Regions from separate parts of the Ovis aries genome. Here region 1 is linked to region 2. Evidence: chromatin contacts called from public Hi-C data. All regions are on one chromosome and are shown on one strand. Each heading gives the region's core, a stretch centred on a gene start, on an enhancer-like site or on the middle of the called end of the contact. The rest is flanking DNA. Distances are from core to core; before and after follow the strand shown. Region 1 holds the start of LOC121819392. Region 2 overlaps LOC105610700 (a long non-coding RNA gene).

Evidence for each region. Hi-C and Micro-C count contacts between places; a contact is called where the count stands out from the background.
Region 1: a contact with region 2 is called in a Hi-C map of skin fibroblasts, with 3 times the contacts expected there. The contact joins the promoter of LOC121819392 here to the enhancer-like site in region 2. A contact is called at or near these places in 3 of 16 Hi-C or Micro-C datasets (blood, muscle and skin fibroblasts).

Annotation. Positions count from the first base shown.
Region 1 is chr4:32,452,455-32,457,132 of ARS-UI_Ramb_v3.0, forward strand. It overlaps LOC121819392, which reads left to right and starts at 2,071. Exons shown (of 2, transcript XM_060414967.1): 1 at 2,071-2,175; 2 at 3,942-4,678. It overlaps LOC114114654 (small nucleolar RNA SNORD93), which reads left to right and starts at 4,025; the gene lies at 4,025-4,097.
Region 2 is chr4:32,205,557-32,210,098 of ARS-UI_Ramb_v3.0, forward strand. It overlaps LOC105610700 (a long non-coding RNA gene), which reads right to left. Exons shown (of 11, transcript XR_006059608.2): 11 at 1-4,542. Among named protein-coding and RNA genes, the nearest start is that of RAPGEF5, 64 kb to the left of the region's middle. Within about 2 kb of position 1,890, at least 8 of the 54 cell types and tissues checked have an H3K27ac peak or open chromatin away from gene starts, as enhancers often do.

The DNA.
Region 1 (4,678 bases), core at 821-3,320, 250 kb after region 2:
TCAACCCTTGTCTAGGGGGAGACATCAGAGAAGATTACAATCTTGAAAACAGGGAACAGGTGAGGATGGATGCCAACAAGCTTACCCCAGTTTGTGTGCTCTCAAAGTTCATGTTAGAACAAGATTTTATTGAAATTCCTTCTTTCCTGGAAGGGAATGAGGAAAGGGTGGACAGAGGCTCAGGGCATTTGCCTGCAGAAGTTCCTTCACAAAGAGACATGGCATGGTGAGTGGGGGTGGGGGTGGGAGGGTTCCTCTCTAGCAGCAGGGCAAATACACACCAAGAAAGGAAATCCAGCAGGTTTTATCAAGCATTCACAGTGCACCAAGCTCTAGGCCATGTCCTGGGAATGCAGGAATAGACTCACACTTATGGAGACCCAAAAAGCTACATTCTGGGATAAGACCCCCACCACGATCATCACTATGAGCCTTGAAGAGTTTCACAGCATAAATACTCAACTACTGTGGGGGTTCAGTGGCGAATCCCTTTCCCTGGAGTCATTTCCCACTTACTCAGATATGTTCCAGGCACTATGGTGAATTCAGAGGATCCAGCAGAGGAGAAGCTGAGTCCCCATTAGGCTTACGTTCCATTGTGGCAACAAGTCTCCTTTTGGGGAACACCCTAATGTGTGCTCTACTCCACCAGAAATTCTGTATGATCTAAAAGTCCCTCTAGTCTATGACTCTTCTTTAACTCTCTTGGTTTCGCCTATATCGTGAAGCAAGCTTCTTGCTAGTCATACTAGATTCAGCCTAGACACCCTCTCCTCCAGAAAGCTTTCCCTGATGTCCTTAGGAGACTGGGCTTGGTGGCTTGATCCTGTGGCACACTGCATTTTATGTTCCTTGAAAGCAGGGGTAGTTTCTCATTCAACACCATTCCCCCTCCTGCCCCCTAACTTGATTGCAAGCTGGAATCAAGATTCCTGGGAGAAATATCAACAACCTCAGATACGCAGATGATACCACTCTAAGAGCAGAAAGCGAAGACGAACTAAAGAGCCTCTTGATGAAGGTGAAAGAGGACAGTGAAAAAGCCGACTTAAAACTCAACACTCAAAACACTAAGATCGTGGCATCTGGTACATCATGGCATGTCGACCTTTGCCAACAAAGGTCCCTATAGTCAAAGCTATGGTTTTTCCATTAGTCATGTATGGATGTGAGTTGGACCACAGAGAAGGCTGAGCATGGAAGAACTGATGGTTTCTAACTGTGGTGCTGGAGAAGACTCTCGGACTGCAAGGAGATCAAACCAGTCAATTCTAAAGGAAATCAATCCTGAATATTCACTGGAAGGACTGATGCGGAAGCTGAAGCTCCAATACTTTGGCCACCTGATGGGAAGAGCCAGCTGACTCACTGGAAAAGACCTTGATACTGGGAAAGATTGAAGGCAGGAGGAGAAGGGGACCACAAAGGATGAGATGGTTGGATGGCATCACCAACTCAATGAACATGGGTTGAGCAAACTCTGGGATATAGTGAAGGACAGGGAAGCTTGCCATGTTGCAGTCCATGGGGTCCAAAAGTGTCCGACTGGACTTAGAGACTGACAACAACAACCCACCCCCCAGCATAGATCAGGGTGCCTACTGCTGAGTGTATACTTGTTGATGTATACTTGTTGCCCTAAACAGTCTCCCCAACCAAAATGATCTAAAGTGCTCCAGTACCTAGGAAGTCTCAATTCTCAAAATTCCAGGGACAGATTAAGGATAGAACCAAGTATAAAAGCAAAGCTGGGGACTTCTGGTGGCTTGCAGACTATCCTGGGGAATAGTCTGGCATGGGATACGTGAGGTGGGGAGAGGGGGGACAGGCAGAAATACCTAACATTATTCGAGTGCCAGAAGCTCCCTTGAATCTGCCTCAAGGTAAATGGACACCACTCTTAGGGAGAGGTTTCGGTGGGTCAGCTTTGAGGCCCTAGCTGCGGGAGGCCGGGGCAGCCGCCCGCTCCGCTCGCCCCAGGCCCCCCGGCAGGAGGCGCGCGAGGGCCTCAGGGTGCCGCTGGCTGGGAGGAGCGGGCGCTGGGCTGGGTCCCGGGCCGGGCGGGGCTCTAGGGCAACTTTTTGGTTGGTTGCCGCGGGTGGCTGATCGCCCAGGCCCCTTTTAAACTGGGTGTCTCCCTGTCTCTCTTCCCTTTCTGCCTCCGCGCGCGACTCGGTAAGTGGCTTTCGACCAGCTCGACGCTGGAGCCCTCCGCGTGGCCCGGGGGTCTCTGCAGAGGCACTTACCAGGGCCGCCCCTGCTCTCCGCGCGTCGCCCCATGTGGGCGCCTAGGGCTAGTCTTCGACCCCAGCTCGGCTCCCCCTCAGAGAGGCCTCCCAGGCCCCAGGGGAGCCGCTGTGAGAGCTCTTCTGCGGCCAGGACATCCTCAGGGTACCGGGGACCCTTCCTCCCCAGAAATAACTCTCTTGGCGCCTAAGGTCCCTCTTTCCCCCAGGGGCCGAGGCGCGCGTCACTTGTGCCTGGGACCCCGATGCTCAAGGGATCCGGGGCACATGGAGCTTCAAGCTCCTTTTGCAATGAAAAGAGAAAAACCAAACAAGTCTCTTGGAGGAACCGACCCGGGACGGAGGCGCAGAGCCCTGGACGGCGTCCGAGTTGGGGCGCACGCGGGGCCCCCGCCTGCCCGGGGACTCTGGGGACTCTGACATGGTCTATTCAGGAAGCGGATGAGATCACGGGCCTGAAACACTTTAGCCTTCAAGGCAGAGCAGTGTTAATTCCGGTGTTAGCAAGAAACGGAGGTAATTTCGCCCACACAGGCACTCCCCCTCCGCAAATGCCTCTCAGTTGCCACTTCGCTCTGTGGTTGCGCTCTTTAAAAGGTCTGCGTGACGCTTGTGGGAGCGGTTAGCTACTGTGAGCCTTGATGAGGGAGCAGTTTTTCTCCCCCACATTCCTTTTTCAGCACTGACAGTAAATTATGCAGCATGGGACCCTCTTTCATGACGTGTGTGGAGTCTCATGAGCCTGAGGCCCGTCATCGTTCTCTGGCCTGAGAAAAAGTCGGAACCTCTGGGGTTCTGACTTGTGTCCGCCAAGATAAACAGGAAAAGTGGCCCTAGAGAAAGTTTGTCTCGAGGAAGCGTTTCTAAGTTTCACTCTGGTCCTCAGCATTAGAGGGCATTTTAAGTGTTTTACCGGGATACATTCCTATCGAAAGCGTTACTCCCCGGATTTAATAAAACTTGTAAAGATCTCAATTTATAGCTGACTGAATGAAGGAATCGTTATCATTGGTGCCGCTTAGTAATCTCTTGAAATGGGAGGCTTGTAGGATGTTTACATGTTTGCCTCAGTGGTGAAAGACCCTTTTACTGATCAGAAAGTATCTGATTTTACTGATGCGAGCTGTGTCCTAGGCACGGCCCCCCCCCCCCTTTTTTTAAACAATTCCCTTTAGGAGAGGGACATGGCTGAGAGCCAGTGTCTATTTAAAGACTGTGGGAACTGAGCAAGTGTTGACAGGACTGTTCTCAATTCGATGGCCTCTGCCTCTGCCTCTCTACACTAGTTTCAGGCTTCCTTTGCTTTCTTTTTTAATGTGAAGAGTTTGTTTCCCTCTTTCATGGGTAAATACTGTTACCAGTAATGTTTATATTTTTTCCCCAAGTTGATATTGTTCCATGCTAGTGTAACAAGGAGATAAAGTTAGATTGTGACGCCCAGGGTGTCTCCTTGCTGGGAATTTCAGGAGATTCCCAGTGTCAGGAAATTGGGAAAATATTGCTGTTTTACAGGAATTCTACCCCAAGTTAGCTCTTTAGTCACCAAAGGTAAATAGCCCAATAAGATACTCTTTACCAAAAGAAAAAAGACACAAAGTGCCCAAAACAATACTGTAAAGTAATTATCCTCCAATTAAAATAATTTTTTAAAAATTAGTGGTATTCTTAACATTGTTTCTCTCTCTTTCCTACCAGGCTGACAAGATGCTGACAAGCTTAAGGTATGGACCAAATGGAGAAAATCTGGCTTGAGTTATTAAATAGTTGGATAGAATTCTTGGCCAAGGATGAGAACCCTAATCTGATTGGATATCCTCTGCTCTGATGGGTTAAAGGATTTACCTGAGGCCAATTTGATGGGCAGGAATTTATTAAGTGCAATCACATCCTCCCCCTTTTAAACATTATATTTTAAATAAAATGGGGGGGGGCTGTAGTAAATAGATAATACTTTATTATGCCAAGAGTAGTATTTTACAAAAGTATTTTTAAGTGATTGGCATCTAACCTTTAAAGCTGTTTATCTTTGGCAATGGTGGCCATTTTGAGTTAATTTTTTTTTTAATGTCAGAATATTGCTATGCCTGATTTGACAATATGTAGTTCATTGGGGAATTCATTTTCCTTACCTGAACTGCTTTTATAAACATGGTTTAGTCACTATATTTTCTTAATATCTAATTTAGTAATTGCTGCTCTAATTATCTACTGTGATACTTCTCTTACAGGGCTGGTGCTTTAAAGAAGCTTTTCCAGGAGATAAGGTGTATTTGAACATGTGATTGGTATATACAGAACAGAGCTTTTTGCTAATTGTCCTTTTCATGGTGGTAGCAGGGGTGAATTAAAAAAAAAACAAACTGCCAAGTATCTGTAAGAATATATATCTGCCCTGTAGAGAATTTTCGGCAGAATTCAATTCCATTATTTAA
Region 2 (4,542 bases), core at 640-3,139:
ACAGACTCAGAGGTTTTGAAAACAAATGTGTGGTTACCAAAGGAGAAATATGGAGGGGAGGGATAAACTAGCTTAGGATTCACATTAATTAATGGGATTAATACACACATTACTATATATAAGATAATAACCAGCAAGGAACTAGTGTACAGCACAGGAAACTCTACTCGATATCCAGTGATAACCTATACGAGAAAAGCATCTGAAAAATAATGAATGTGTGTATGTATAACTGAATCACTCTGTTGTACACTGAAAGTAATACTGCATTGCAAATCAACTATCTTCAAATACAATTTTTTTTAGAAAAGAGAATCAGGACTTTTGAACTACTTTCTTAAAAAAATATATTTATTTATTTATGGCTGCACGGGGTCTTTGTTGCTGAGTGCAGGCTTCCTCTAGTTGAGGCGAGCAGGGATTACTCTTCATCACAGTGCATGGGGCGCTGGGTCTTTGTTGCTGAGTGCGGGCTTTCTCTAGTTGAGGCGAGCAGGGATTGCATGGGCTTCTCACTGTGGTGGCTTCTCTCATTACAGAGCACAGGTTCTAGGCACGCAGGCTTCAATAGTTGTGGCACACAGGCCTAGTTACCCCACAGCATGTGGAATATTCCTGGATCAGGGAACGAACCTGTGTCCCCTGCACTGGTGGATGGATTCTTAACCACTGGACCACCAGGGAAATCTCTGAACTACTTTCTAAATGTGTTCCTGCCTGAGGGCTTTCTCCATGGCTGTCTAACAGGCTGCCTGGAAGGCTTTCAGACTCTTCCTGATTTTCGCTGCCCAGGACTTTGAGTTGAATGCTGCTGCTAAGTTGCTTCAGTTGTGTCCAACTCTGTGCAACCCCATAGACGGCAGCCTACCAGGCTCTGCTGACCCTGGGATTCTCCAGGCAAGAGTATTGGAGTGGGTTGCCATTTCCTTCTCCAATGCATGAAAGTGAAAAGTGAAAGTGAAGTCGCTCAGTCGTGTCTGACTTCCAGCAACCCCATGGACCACAGCCTACCCAGGCTCCTCCATCCATGGGATTTTCCAGGCAAGAGTACTGGAGTGGGGTGCCATTGCCTTCTCCATTGAGTCAAATCCCTTCACTTTATTCAAAAAGGTATCAGCGTACAAGGTCTCAGAAGTGCCTCTCTTGGTTTCCTGTTTGGGATGACCAAGGTAAAGAGGTTACACCTCATCAGCAAACTCCAGAGAACTGGTATTGGCCTGGATCCACACCCTGAGGCCATCCTGGCTGGAGTGGAAGGAGGGTGGCGATTGATGGCCAGTGTCTACCAGGACAAAGTGTGAAGGAAAATAGCCTGAAGAGAGCAAAAATTCTTCAGATTCTTAGCCTCTGCACAGGAAGTCTCCTTTAAACCTCCAACTTCACCCACACCCTGCGACAACAAACAAAACAGTGGTAACCCGTTACAACACCCTAACTCCCTGCTCTGTGAGGGTTGCTCTCTCAGGTGTTGCTCCCATATCATCTGTGATCAAGGATTTCATCACAGTGTTCCCTTTGGAGGAGACTGCTGAGACCCGAAGAGGGAAAGCAACCCGTCAAAGTAACACACAGCTGTGGCCAGGATCTGAACCCATGCTAGCCTGACTCAACAGTTGTGCTATTTCCCCCCAACCTTAAAACATCCTTTATCTCCAGACCTCTCATTCGTAGGCTATGTCTGGTTTCTTCAATGTAATAAAATAAACATACTGTTAATTCATGAAGAAACGAAGTACATGAGACATGGGAGTCATTCAGCAAAGGAATGTTGAGTGGATGAGTGGACTGAGCTTGTATCAGCTCCCTCTCCGCCCACAGGCTTGCCCGCAAGGGCCTCCATAACCCAGGGGTAGAGCTCATGACCTCAGGGGTGACTCCAGGCTCTGCTCTCCAAACTGCCTGGCCGACTGCCTGAGCTCACAGGACACTGAAGAACTATGGCTTCATTCAGGTGGCTCGTGTCTCCTGCCAGTGTTTCCCCAGAAATCAGACTTTGGTTTCCCTCTGTCTCGAGCCCATGTTGTGATGTAGCCAAACCCAGCTCCTTTGGGATCCAGTCCAAACCAGAGGGTGTGGATGGGATGCCTGAAAGAGGGCTGAAGCCATTTAAAGAATGGACCGGTTTAAAGTCATGAATACTGTGGGAACAGCTCAGGGTTCAAGGGTCTGCAGGTGGCTGGTAAATGCATTTCAAAGGCATAAAAAGGTGAAGATGTTGGTCAGCACAGGAGAACTTTGGTTTTCATTTCACATGTGTTCATTAAGGTCCTATCTATCTATCTATCTACCTACCTATATATTTCCTTATAAAATTAGAAAAATAAAAATAAGACACTCTAGAGGTACAGTATAGCACGACTTAACATTTCAAAACTGATCTTTAGATTCAAGGGCGTGAGGGAAAAGGAAGACCATGATTGTTTTGTTAAACAAATCCCTGCCTGGTTAGAAACCACATGTACACAGCAAATGAAGAAGTGGCTTAATGACTAATTGAAGTTGCTAACATCTTCATTCATGACTGAACTCACGCGGGTCCTTCGAACAGGACCCAGTTATGAAAATTGCTTTAATAGTCTTTGTTTCTCCTTGCGGCAGGAGAAGTAAAGTTGTTTCTCTCCTGTAAAACTGTCTATCTGACTAACTCCTGACTCCTAGACCCTGAGTGAGGTGCAGACTTGACTTTTACTCGAGAAGTCCTGTCCCTCTGGACAAAAAGAAGACCAGACAGGACATGCTCTACTGGCCTCTGGGACCCTGCACTCTCGTTGCCTCCTACCACTTGGCCGTTTCTTCTGTCCACTTGGCTGCCTCTGCCCAACCTCTTAACACTCAGCTCTCGGTCCTCTTCTCCTCTTTATCTCACTCCCCTGGTGATTTCAGCTGTCTTTGGCCTTTCACAGCACTTGTATGCTGAGAGCTCCCTAACTGTCACCCCCAGCTCAGCCCTCTCTTCTGCGCCCCAGCCCACATCCCCGAGAGTTCCAGCTTCGCCTCTCCACTTAATGCCTCACAGCCTCTCCTGAAACAGAATGCCTGGTCTTCTCCCCATGGTTCCACAAAAGGTCTTCCCCTCACTGTGAAGAGCTTCTCCACCCTTCCAGGTGCTCCAGCCAAAGGCCACGGTGCAGTCCTTGATGCCTTTACTTCTCTGATACCCAGATTGCTTATTGTCTACAGAACATCTGCTGACTTCAAACTGTACCCAGAATCAAACTCTTCCTCAGTGCCTCCAATACACTGCCCTCCCTGTTTCATTCAAAGGGAAAGCCAAGGATTTAGAGTGGTCTACAGGGCCCTATCACGCTTTTTCTCTCTGACCCCTCCTCCTGCTTGTCTTCAGCCACACTGGCCTCCTGCCTGCTCTTGAAGCACAAAGGGCACCTCCTACCCTAGAATCCTGGCACTGGCTAGTCCCACCTGCTTTAGGACTTTGCCTGGCTGTCTTACTTAAATTCAAGCTGCAGATCCCTATGCCCACACTCTCAGTTCCCTATTGGCAATGCTTTTTCACAGGTCTTACCTACAACAATGTAACTTCCATGAGAGTAAGAGTATTTTTTCTGTTTTGTTCACTGTGTATTCCAAAGGCCTACAACAGCTTCTGGGTATAGAGTAGATATTTAATAAATATCTCTTGAATGAGTGAATGAACACACACCTTACATTTGAAACTTAATAAGGGAAATAACATCTTGGAATTCTTACTAGGATGTGCTGACCCTCCAGCACAACAAAGCCATTCTTCCACGTAACCCTGAATTCCACTGTTTTAGAAACATCTCCATATATCTGAAATGAAGCTGAAAGAAAGTGTAATACTTTCATTTCTGCCTCTTGAATACCCAGCTCTCCACACTCTAGCAGCTCTCCTATCCTAACTTTGCCCAGAGCCACATGCCCACTTAAGGACCAGACACCCATCTTGAACCCTTGGATAGACACATTTGAGCACTGACTTCCCTTGGCTCAAATGACCAGGGATTGACCTCAGTTTTCAAGAATTTCACTTCATTACACACATATTTTTGTTGCATTGGTTTCCAACAAGGATGTACAGTATTTACACTGGTTCTGTTTCAATCTTGACTCCAGCAAGACTGTTTCTCAACCTCTCTGTGTCTCTCTCTGTTTCCTCATCTGTAAAATGAAGATTGTGGTAATGGTACCTGAGTCACTTGTGCTGTGGAATGATGAGTGAATAGATACAAAATACTTAGAACAGCACAGGGCACACCCTCCAGTGCTCAGTAAATGTTAGCTGTTATTATCAGCATTGTTACTCTCATTGTTAACACTAAACACAGTACCTTATTTGGCTTTTTATTTCTAGCACCTAGTACACTGCCTGGGACAAGGGATGTGCTTAGGAAAACTCTGCTGGATAGAGGAACGAATGGATGAGGATGAGCTTTTTCAGTGCAGAGGCTATACATTTTCACTCCATTTAGCAGCTAACAATTCTCTGGAAAGACTTGTTGAATTCTGAATGAATGGCACACAGGAAGGTTCCTGTACACACTCTGTACAGCAGAGAATGTT